Linked DNA regions of Hordeum vulgare: region 1 is linked to region 2. A link is a contact called in public Hi-C data. All regions are on one chromosome and are shown on one strand. Each heading gives the region's core, a stretch centred on a gene start, on an enhancer-like site or on the middle of the called end of the contact. The rest is flanking DNA. Distances are from core to core; before and after follow the strand shown.

Region 1 (5,885 bases), core at 2,199-4,698, 220 kb before region 2:
TGCATTAGAAAACCCCAATAATAAGGCTAATTGACATATTATTGATAATCCATTTAGTAATCAAAATGACATTTCGAATCAAACAGACCATATATTTCATATTTATATTACAGTAACCAGGATTTCACAACTGAATTACATCAGGGTACAACATCGGATAACTTCGGCAGTCAGTTACATCATATAGGCATATACTCCCTCCGTTCCTAGCTATAAGTATTTTTAGAGATTTCCCTACACACTACATTCAGAGCAAAATGACTGAATCCACACTCTAAAGTATGTCTATCTACATTCGTATGTAGTCGTGATATGTCTCCAAAGTATCTACTTTTCCAAACACTTTTGCTTTGGTTTTGGACTCTAATTTGCGTGATTTGAATGGAACTAACTTGGACTAACGATGTTTTCAGCGGAACTACCTTGGTGTTATTTTGTGCAGAAATAAAAGTTCTTGGAATTGGACAAAACTTTTTGTGAATTATTTCTCGAATATATGGTGAATTTTGGAGAAAAAACCGACCGGAGGGGGCTGCCTGTGGGCCACAAGCCAACATGGTGCGGCCACCCCCCTAAACATGCCCTAATGGCTTGTGGGGCCCATGTGGATCCCCCGACCCTAATTCCAGTCTTATAAATTCCTATTCTCAGAGAAAAAACCAGAGAGAAGATTTTATCGCGTTTTACGAGACGGAGCCGCCGCCACCTCGTGTTCTTCCCCGGGAGGGCTCCGTAGAGGGGGATTCATCGCCGGCATCATCACCAACCCTTCTCCATCAACAATTTCATGATGCTCACCACCGGGTGTGAGTAATTAGCTAGTAGGCTCGCTAGATGGTGATGAGATTTGGATGAGATTGATCATGTAATCGAGTTAAGTTTGATTAGGCTTGATCCCTAGTATCCACTATGTTCTGAGATTGATGTTGCTATGACTTTGTTATGCATAATGCTTGTCACTAGGGCTCGAGTGTCATGATTTCAGATCTAAACTTATTATGTTCTCTCCGAATATGAGAAGTATTTTGATCCTATCTTGTAAGTTGTATGCACCTATTTATGTGTCTTGATCCGCATGCCCCAACGTGACAGTAATTGGGATTCGTTTCGGTGATTGCCGTAGTTTGAGGAGTTCATGTATTCACTATGTGTTAATGCTTTGTTTCGGTTCTCTATTAAAATGAGGCCTTAATATCCCTAAGTTTCCAATAGGACCCCACTACCACGGGACGGTAGGACAAAAGATGCCATGCAAGTTCTTATCGCAAGCACGTATGACCATATACGGAATACATGCCTACATTACATTGATGAATTGGAGCTAGTTCTGTGTCGCTCTAGTGTGTAATTGTCACATGATTGATGTCATCCATATATTTTCATCGCTGATCTATGTGCCTACGCTTTACAAATACCGAATCTTGCTTAGTTACTACTGCTGCTTCTGCTACTGTCACACCTGCTACTCAATTGCTACTGTTACCATCGTTACCAAAATAGTTGCTATCAGTGTTACCGCTACTACTATCTTTTGCCGTGCTACTAAACCTTTTGCTACAAAGATATATCCCACATGCGATTGGATTGACAACTCAACTGTCAAGGCCTATACATATTATTTGGCTCCCCTTGTGTTGAATCAATAAACTAGGGTGAAATACTACCCATGAAGACTGTCGCGATCCCCTATACTTATGGGTTATGAAGACCTTTTTCTGATGTCATTATCACGGAGCATAGCTATATTTATTGTATTAACATGAGGATATCCAATTGCTACTATGAAGAATCTAAAATATACTCGAACTAAGATCATACCCTCTCGCGCGAGAGGAGGTAAGGAACTGCCATCTAGCTGTGGTTTTAATTCACCTATTATTTTAAATCAGCTTGTTACACCACCACTTGTCGTCCTGAAATGTCACATGAACTTGATTATGCTACTTCTGAAATTAATGACGACACTACTGCTATATTTGATGAAAATGAAATGGTGCCACTGTTTGAACTACTTGATGCTCATCTTGCTAAAGCTAGAGAACTTGAAAATGCTTGAAGATTTTGAATCACCTGCTACACATCGCTCTTCTAATAGATATGAATTGCCCTATGTACCTGAAAATTATGTTATGGATGGGAAGTAGCTAGGGACTTTATTTCTTGTGAAGATAGGAATGATTTGAAGAAACTACTATGCAAACTAAAAGAAAAATCTATAATAAAAAAATGAAACATGATCGTAAATTTACCACTTCTCCTATATTTGTCACTGATAAGGACTATGAATTCTTTATGGAACCTGAATTGACTCGTATAGTAGAGTCGGATCCTTTTCATGGTTATGAAAATAAAAAAATTATCGAACACCTCATGAAACTGAATTATATTGCTGCTTTGTTTACTAATGATGAAAAGATACGTTACTTTGCACGTCTAAATTTTATATCATTGATATTACACGAAGATTCGTATAAATATTTTCTTTCAATTTTTTTATGCTTGCGGGGAAGAAACAGGGTTTAGGAATCACGGGAAAGAAGCGCACAATGTTATATCGTTGATCTTTCCCGAACTGGTTATGCGCAGCTAGAGTTCGGGAAAGAAGCGGAAGTGCCAATTCCGTCTCTCGCGCTTTCATTGGTTCCTAACACTACGTTAGAAGGACATGTACTGGCACGGGATGGGTAAAGTGATATAATAATAATGCCAGTAACAGTAGTCCAAAAAAAGAACATTAGTACGTGAAAATGTTAGACCTACTAAAGCCTACAAAGTTTACTAAACCTTTTAACTAATCTAAACATGCCTTTCCTGATTTTTAGGGATGGATGAGCCTCATCCTTCTCTTAATTTAATTAATTATTGCCAAGTCAGGCTATCACATAAACGTATGTAAACGTTTACATAGACGTAGCATTGCTCATTAGTACGTGACGAAGGCAGTCGCGTGAGTTATTTGTTGGAAGCAGGCGCGGCATTTGTTGGCGCATGCATGGAAAGCGTACACCACGTCCGAGACGGAGGGTTCGGTGGATGGATCTACGCAGCGAAATCGCTACGGATATGCGCGGCTCATCTCTGTCATCAACCTTGTCTGCTTCCCGAACCGAACCTCGGGGCGGTAAAACCCAATCTACCTCGCGAGAGACGTTAAACCTACGATGATGCGACGAGACCAGGCCAGCTCACGTGTGCGATGCACATACCCTGGCGGTACTGCTACGAATACGATACGGCCCCCTGACCTGACCATCAGAAGAGGCAACTTCTAGACGTCAGACGTCCGTATTACGGCAGAGTTAATAAGCGCGGCCGCCGGGACCAGCCAGCGCCCTTTGCCACCTTCGCCCGCAGGGCTGCTTCCCGTGCGTGCGCGCGCGCGCGCAACGCGAGACGCAACCAAACGACGCTCACGAGCCGGGAATTTAACGGTGGCCGCATGTGATGTGCGCCGTGCCCGGTCCTCTTCCTTTTCGGCGCCTTGCCCGCCCGCACGCATCTACCGCCCCCCGTCCACATCGGCCGCACCGGCGTTTGGCCCGGCGAGCTACCGGGCTGTTGCAGGCTGCGCAGGGAATGCAAAGCAAAAGTACTGCTGGGCAACATTCAGTTCAGGTAGTAGTAGATTCAGAGGACACCCCACCCTACGCTCTTCTCGCGCGCCCCTCGTCTCCTATAATATCTCCCTCCGCGGGTACGCTACACACCCTTTATCTCCCTGTACACCGCTCCACCACTTGCTGCAGCTGCCGAGTGCTCTGCTACTCGGTGCTCACCCGGCCAGCCATCCTCGGGCCGGGATGGCAGGCGTGTCAGCGTTCAGCCCCTCGCCGCCGGCCCCGTCTCCGCTCGCCGCCGCCGACGTCGCCGCCGACGCGCTCCTCGCGCCTTGGCCCCTGTCGCCCTGGCCGGCGCCTCTGCGGCGCGGCGGTGACGACGGCCGCTCCAACCCTCTCTTCGCCATACTGCCGCTCTCGGCGCTGGCCATAGGGCTCGTGCTGCTCGTGGCCGTGGCGGTCATCCTGGTGCTGACCCGCCGGGCGAAGCTCAGGCTGGTGGCCGCCGGGGACAGCGTGGACGGCGACAAGCCGGGCGCGCCGGCGTCCAGCTGCGGCAGCAGCGTCCGCGGCTACCAAAATGGCAGGTGCTACGCCGCCACAGGTAAGCGTGCGCGCTCGCTCGCTCGCTCGCTTGACCAATGCAGCACTACTCCACTGTGGTGCTGATAACTGGTTTGGGTGGTGTGGCACGGCGCAGGGTGCATATACGGCGGGCGGCTGGGGCCGCTGGGGCTGGCGGTGGTGCAGCCGCGGAGCAGGGGGGCGCAGGTGTTCACGTACAGGGAGCTGGAGCGCGCCACGGACGGGTTCGGCGAGGGCAACGTGCTGGGTCGGGGCGCGTACGGCGTCGTCTTCCGCGGCCGCCTCGGCGACGGCACACCGGCCGCCGTCAAGCGCCTGCAGCTCGACCCCCGCCGCCAGGGCGAGCGCGAGTTCCGCGTCCAGGTAATCTCTTCAACCCGCACATGCGTATCCCACATCTATCGGCTCACGTCTCATGCCCATGTCCATGTCCATGTCCATGTCCATGTGCGCACGCCGCCTTTGTTTCGCGTACCAACCTTAAGTTTAGTTTCTACACGCAACGCGACTGATCCATCACCAGCAGCAGGAGCAGCAGCAGGAGCAGGGAGGGGGTGGTTCGTTGGATTGGAGTACGTGGTTGTTGCTGCTGTTCGTTGTCGATGAGCGGCTGGGACTGGGATGGATCGTGCGTGCACGGGTGGATCGGGGGAGGTTGTGGCACGCGTACGTAACCTTGGAAGGCATCCAAGTACGCCTGGTTGGGTCATTCCGTGGCCATGGCGACAGAGTGTTGGTGTTGTCTTTAGTTGGGTTGGGAGTGAGAGAGACGCATCACCACCAGCATCGGCAGAATAGCGGGTGCGTCTTGCGGGGTCAGCAAGGCCAAACCGTGGCAGAATAGCGGTGCCCGTGCCTACCTCCTACGTTCGTTTGGCGGATCATGCGCAACTTGCCGCGGCACGGGAAAAAGGGTCGCTTGCTCCCTGGAGGGCCGGGCCGTGCCCTGCTGCCCTTGCCATTCGGGCAGGGGAGGTGTACTGCTACGTACGTGACCCTGCTCTGCTACCAAATCGTGGTCTTATCGCCCTGGCTGGCTCGCTGAATCATTTCAGGCTAGTATAGTGAACCTGGCCTAGGCTCACATCACAGGCTAATCAACTTTAACTTATGGAAAAACAATCAGTCTGGGACAGTCTCTTGTAGCATTGTCTCATCGGTCAAACCCATATTTTGGACTAGACTGGCATATTCAGGGAGCCTAAGATTGCCACACCTAAGAGCAAATCTAGTACAGCCCTCAAACCTCCAAACCCTTAAAAATAACCGTTTTTTACAGTTTTCGTCCGAAAAACGGCGTAGACTAGAACCCTTAAACCCTTAAACCTGTAAATATTTTTAGAGGTCCAACCCTCAAACTAGTTTTGCGCACTCCACTTCAGCTCCAGCGCGGGATCGATCCCGTCTCCCAACCGTCGCCTTCCTCGCGCCCGCCTCGCCCCCGCCGCCGCTATTGAGCCCCCCGCCGCCGCCGCGCCCGCCCCGGCCCCGGCCGCGCCCGCCCCTGCCGGCCCCGTCCCCGCCCCGGCCGCCGATGCGCCCGCCCCGGCCCCGGCCGCGCCCGCCCCGGCCAAGCGGCGGCCCTCGCCCGCCCCTGCGCCCGCCGCAGCGCCAGCCCCGGCCGCCCCCGCCACCGTTGGGGCCAAGCGGCGGCGGGCAGGCCTGCCACCGCCTCCGTCCGCGCCAGCCCGGGCCGCCGCTCCCGCCCCTGCCACTGAAAAATCTTCAGTTTACACTGATTTA
Region 2 (5,143 bases), core at 1,894-4,393:
CTTTTTTTTCTTTCCTTTGATTTTTTCTCTCTTGGCGCATAGGGATTGGTGGGCTGTCCCACCAGCCCACTAAGGGCTGGTGTGACCCCCCCAAATGCCTATGGGCTTCCCCGGAGTGGGTTGCCCCCCTCCGGTGAACTCCCGGAACACATTCGTCATTCCCGGTACATTCCCGGTAACTCCGAAAACCTTCCGGTAATCAAATGAGGTCATCCTATATATCAATCTTCGTTTCCGGACCATTCCGGAAACCCTCGTGACGTCCGTGGTCTCATCCGGGACTCCGAACAACATTCGGTAACCAACCATATAACTCAAATACGCATAAAACAACGTCGAACCTTAAGTGTGCAGACCCTGCGGGTTCGAGAACTATGTAGACATGACCCGAGAGACTCCTCGGTCAATATCCAACAGCGGGACCTGGATGCCCATATTGGATCCTACATATTCTACGAAGATCTTATCGTTTGAACCTCAGTGCCAAGGATTCGTATAATCCCGTATGTCATTCCCTTTGTCCTTCGGTATGTTACTTGCCCGAGATTCGATCGTCAGTATCCGCATACCTATTTCAATCTCGTTTACCGGCAAGTCTCTTTACTCGTTCCGTAATACAAGATCCCGCAACTTACACTAAGTTACATTGCTTGCAAGGCTTGTGTGTGATGTTGTATTACCGAGTGGGCCCCGAGATACCTCTCCGTCACACGGAGTGACAAATCCCAGTCTTGATCCATACTAACTCAACTAACACCTTCGGAGATACCTGTAGAGTATCTTTATAGTCACCCAGTTACGTTGCGACGTTTGATACACACAAAGCATTCCTCCGGTGTCAGTGAGTTATATGATCTCATGGTCATAGGAATAAATACTTGACACGCAGAAAACAGTAGCAACAAAATGACACGATCAACATGCTACGTCTATTAGTTTGGGTCTAGTCCATCACGTGATTCTCCCAATGACGTGATCCAGTTATCAAGCAACAACACCTTGTTCATAATCAGAAGACACTGACTATCATCGATCAACTGGCTAGCCAACTAGAGGCATGCTAGGGACGGTGTTTTGTCTATGTATCCACACATGTAAATGAGTCTTCATTCAATACAATTATAGCATGGATAATAAACTATTATCTTGATACAGGAATTATAATAATAACTATACATTTATTATTGCCTCTAGGGCATAATTCCAACAGTCCCAAGGTTGAATTCTTCATTAATTGCCCATTGTCTCACAGCCCTCCTACACTCTATCATTGTTGGAAAGATCGAACCTTTCTCAGCTTTTGGATGATCTTTGTCATATAACATTTCTATGTCTTCAGGAACTTGGTCATCTACTGGTATGGCTCCCTCAGCCATTAATTCCTCACTAACATGGCAGGCAACAACCGGAGCTGGCTCATTTTGTTCTTGAGCATCCTCGACCTCATCCTCAATTCCAAGTACGGCACACATGTTTTCCTCAGACATAGGAGCTATTACATCATCACCAACAGGAGTTATGTCAAAAGTGGACCAATCAATGACAACTTCACCATCAGATTGTACATATCTCTGATTACTAGGAAGCAAATTACAAGTTGCAGAATCGCCGATACATGATGCACTACTAGTATTTGACTGGTAAATCTCAGAACTTGAGCAAATGATATTGTCCATTATATCACTAGATGTGATATTTTTAGAGCAAGAGCCTGTTGTAACCCCCTTTGCAATGTCCACAACTTGAGCAAGCACAAGCAGTTCTTTCTCTTCCCATCTGTCCAAAAATGCTGTCAACAATTTCCAATAGCTATCAATCCTCTCAACTGATTCAAAGTGCTTATCTTGACACAAAATATGGACCTCTTGACCAATACCCCATACAATTTTTGACCTAACGAGTTCTATCAATTTTTCAGTCGTAAAATGTTTCATGTTAACCTCAAACTCCAGATCATGTTCGACAACTTGGCGCTCACTGCCATCATCAAGCTTTGCGACAAATCGAAGAACTCTAACAATTAGTTTATAAATGGCAACGCGCAACCCTGAACCGTCTTCCCTGCAAAATTACATAATTTTCAAACATAATCAATGATTAGGCCGAATTGTTCAGAAACTTCTCGTAAAAAAAATTCAGAGAATGCTTAAATTCAGAAGCTACTAACCTGTTTGAAGCTGCGCCATCTGGCTCCATCAGCACGATCAGTGCGTTCTACTCGTCGTGAAGCCTGTCCACTATGTCTCCTCCACCATAATCTCCATGATCTAGGATTTCTGTACGTCTCAACTTCCTGACTACACAAGTGAAACAGTTAGAGAAAGAGAGAGAGAGAGAGGAGGAGGAGGAGAAGGGAGGGAGAGACATGCGATGGAACCTGTGAATCAATGGATGAGAAGGCAACGGGAGGAAACGGCTAGAGTGCTGCTGTGCACGAGCGGCGGCGCGAGCGGCGGCAGCGCGTTCTGTGCACGAGCGGCGGCGCGAGCGGCGGCAGCGCGTTCTGTGCACGATCGGCGGCAGGGCGTTCTCGGCGACAGCGCGTTCTGTGCACAATCGGCAGCGTGAGCGGCGGTAGCGCGTTCTGTGCACGATCGGCGGCGCGAGCGGCGGCAGCGCGTTCTCGGCGCGAGCGGCGGCAGCGCCTTGCTGTGCTTCTCGTTTCAGGAATCAACAATCGTACCAAGCAGGTCAAATAACGACCAGGGACAAAAACGTCCTATAAAATACAACGTGAAGGCCCAAACCTAGAAAATGAGAGGAAAACTTCATTTATGTCATTTAATCTAGTTATCAATGAAAGATGTGTCATCTAATCAAACAGAAAAAAAGGTGTGTCATAGCATCAAAGTTCCAAAAAACGTGTGTCATATTATCAATTTTCTCGTGAGCCAGGTGAGAAGATGTATTTCTACTCTGCGCTTTTTCAAGGAAGCACTTTGCGCAAGAAAATGAGCCACTCTTCTATTATACTCTGTGGCAAAATGCCAAAATAAAAACAAGTAAAATCTGTGGCCCGCGCCACTGCCACTACGAAAAGGTTGCAGAGCATCAAATCAAATTGGGTCAGGACTGAGGTCACCCCAGTTCGCGGCCTCTCGCCAGTAAAGGTAAAGCGAAGGAAGGCCCAAAAGTCTGGGAGCTTCTACCATACGCGAACAGATTCGAAACGAGCCGCCAGTCACGCGTCCGCTGTCCTTCTCCCCCCATTTATTTCGTGTCGCTGCGGCGCTGTCGCTCGGTCCGCTTCCCAATCCCAATCTCATCGCCAGGCAATCACTCTCGCCCCTCCCCACCAGCGCGCGCGACGGACATGGCTAGCCCGCAGTGCTGCGCGAACCCACCGACGCTCAACCCCGCCGCCGGCGAGGGCAAGGTCGTCGACAGCTTCGGCGGGATCAAGGCGTACGTCGCCGGCGCCCAAGAGTCCAAGGCCGCCGTAGTTCTCATCTCCGACGTCTTCGGTAATACTCCTATATTTCTATCAGAACCCTTCTCTATTCGTATTCAAGTTCGGTTGCCGGTGACAGTGACCATAACGGCGCGACCTGTCTTCTGCTTGCAGGGTTTGGAGCGCCGAATCTGAGGTAGCATACGTTTGTGTGCTCTCTGATACCACACGAGTTCTGTTTTTGCACCGATATATTTTGGTTTAGCAACGATAGGTCTGTGGAGTCGGCAGAGCGCTGTTCTGTTCCCGGGGCGGCGGCGTTATCCCTGTGAAGGAATTGCTTTTCGCCTGCCGTTTTTGTAGGTCTTGCATATTGTTCAGAACTTGGGCAATTTCGTCTTGCCATCTTCTAATACTAGTAGGTCTGTGATACGCGGAAGTCGTCCACATGAGAAAGACAAAGGAAATTATAAAATTATAATCACACTCACCACATAGAAGCTCCAATGTTGTTCACACAATTTATGGTTGGGATTTTAGCTCGGCTGTTAGATTTTGAATTAGTTCAGTGGACTTTTATTTATGAGATGATGGCATATGCCCTATACTTTAGTTTTATCGCAAGCAGCGAGTGTCACCTATGAGGAAGTTTTGATATAGTTTCTTTGCTCATGAAGGAAGATAGCCGATAAAGTTGCTGCGTCTGGATATTTCGTTGTGGTGCCAGATTTCTTGCATGGGGATCCATATGTACCTGAAGACGCTGACAGACCAATAGCAGTGTGGATCAAGGAGCATACCGCGGTTTGTTATCCCTTGATTCCCTGAAACCTTGTTCTTTTATTGATCCTGTAAAAGTTCAGGCTACGTCGCTTTAGTTTATGTTTAAGGTTTACGTTTCGGAAGCTTTCCAGTTTCCATCGCATGGCATTGCTGGTCTTGGTACTTTGATTCGGACAGTGTTAACTAAAGTAACCGAGGGTGGGATGTGATGATAAAACCAATAGGTCCAAACCTAACAACATGTACTGTATATGGCAGCATGATATGACTTTGTGAGAATATATTTAGGCTATTATCCTTATCTTCCACCAATGTGGATAAACTCTCTTGGGTCAGAAGAATAGAGTGGAAGGCAGGAGAAGCGTTTCTGCTCCCGGGCTCATCTACACCCCGCTGACGAAAAAAAATCAAAAGAAATATTAGAAAAATTAAAAAAAATCCAATTTTTTTTGTGTGGTAGACAATTAGATGCGTGATGTCCACTGCAAATATAAACCTATTTGGACATCTGAGGAGCTCTCAGCAAAAGAGACAAATCGGTATCTGTAACAAAGGTTAACTGTTCATGAACTTCTCTGACCTGATTTGTCTTCTTTGCTGAGAGCTGCTCAGATGTCCAAATAAGATGAAATTTGCAGTGGACCTCACGCATCTAATTGTCTACCACACAATTTTTTTTGGCATTTTTTTTTTTCTAGTATTTGTTTTGATTTTTTCCGTCAACGGGAGCAGATGAGCCCGGGAGCAGACTCGAATCATCGGTGGAAGGCGCTCTACTTAGCTGATAGGGATTTGAGTTACTTCTCCCTGAATTCAATTTGACATCTAATATAAACGAATAAATTGTTCCTCTATACAGGGAAAAGCATTTGAAGAGGCAAAGCCTGTTATCGCTGCTCTAAAGGAACAAGGAGCGTCTAGTGTTGGGGCTGCAGGTTATTGTTGGGGTGGTAAGCACTGTTTTGTCTT

Evidence for each region. Hi-C and Micro-C count contacts between places; a contact is called where the count stands out from the background.
Region 1: a Hi-C map of seedling shows a contact between it and region 2, with 6 times the contacts expected there. The contact joins the promoter of LOC123441905 here to the promoter of LOC123441894 in region 2. A contact is called at or near these places in 3 of 6 Hi-C or Micro-C datasets (leaf and seedling) and 1 of 1 datasets of contacts at active chromatin or transcription factors (embryo).

Annotation. Positions count from the first base shown.
Region 1 is chr1H:419,830,058-419,835,942 of MorexV3_pseudomolecules_assembly, reverse strand. LOC123441905 (PTI1-like tyrosine-protein kinase 2) reads left to right here and starts at 3,448. Exons shown (of 6, transcript XM_045118083.1): 1 at 3,448-4,161; 2 at 4,258-4,505. The coding sequence starts at 3,801.
Region 2 is chr1H:419,611,373-419,616,515 of MorexV3_pseudomolecules_assembly, reverse strand. LOC123441894 (endo-1,3;1,4-beta-D-glucanase-like) reads left to right here and starts at 3,143. Exons shown (of 7, transcript XM_045118076.1): 1 at 3,143-3,464; 2 at 3,566-3,587; 3 at 4,069-4,195; 4 at 5,034-5,124. The coding sequence starts at 3,314.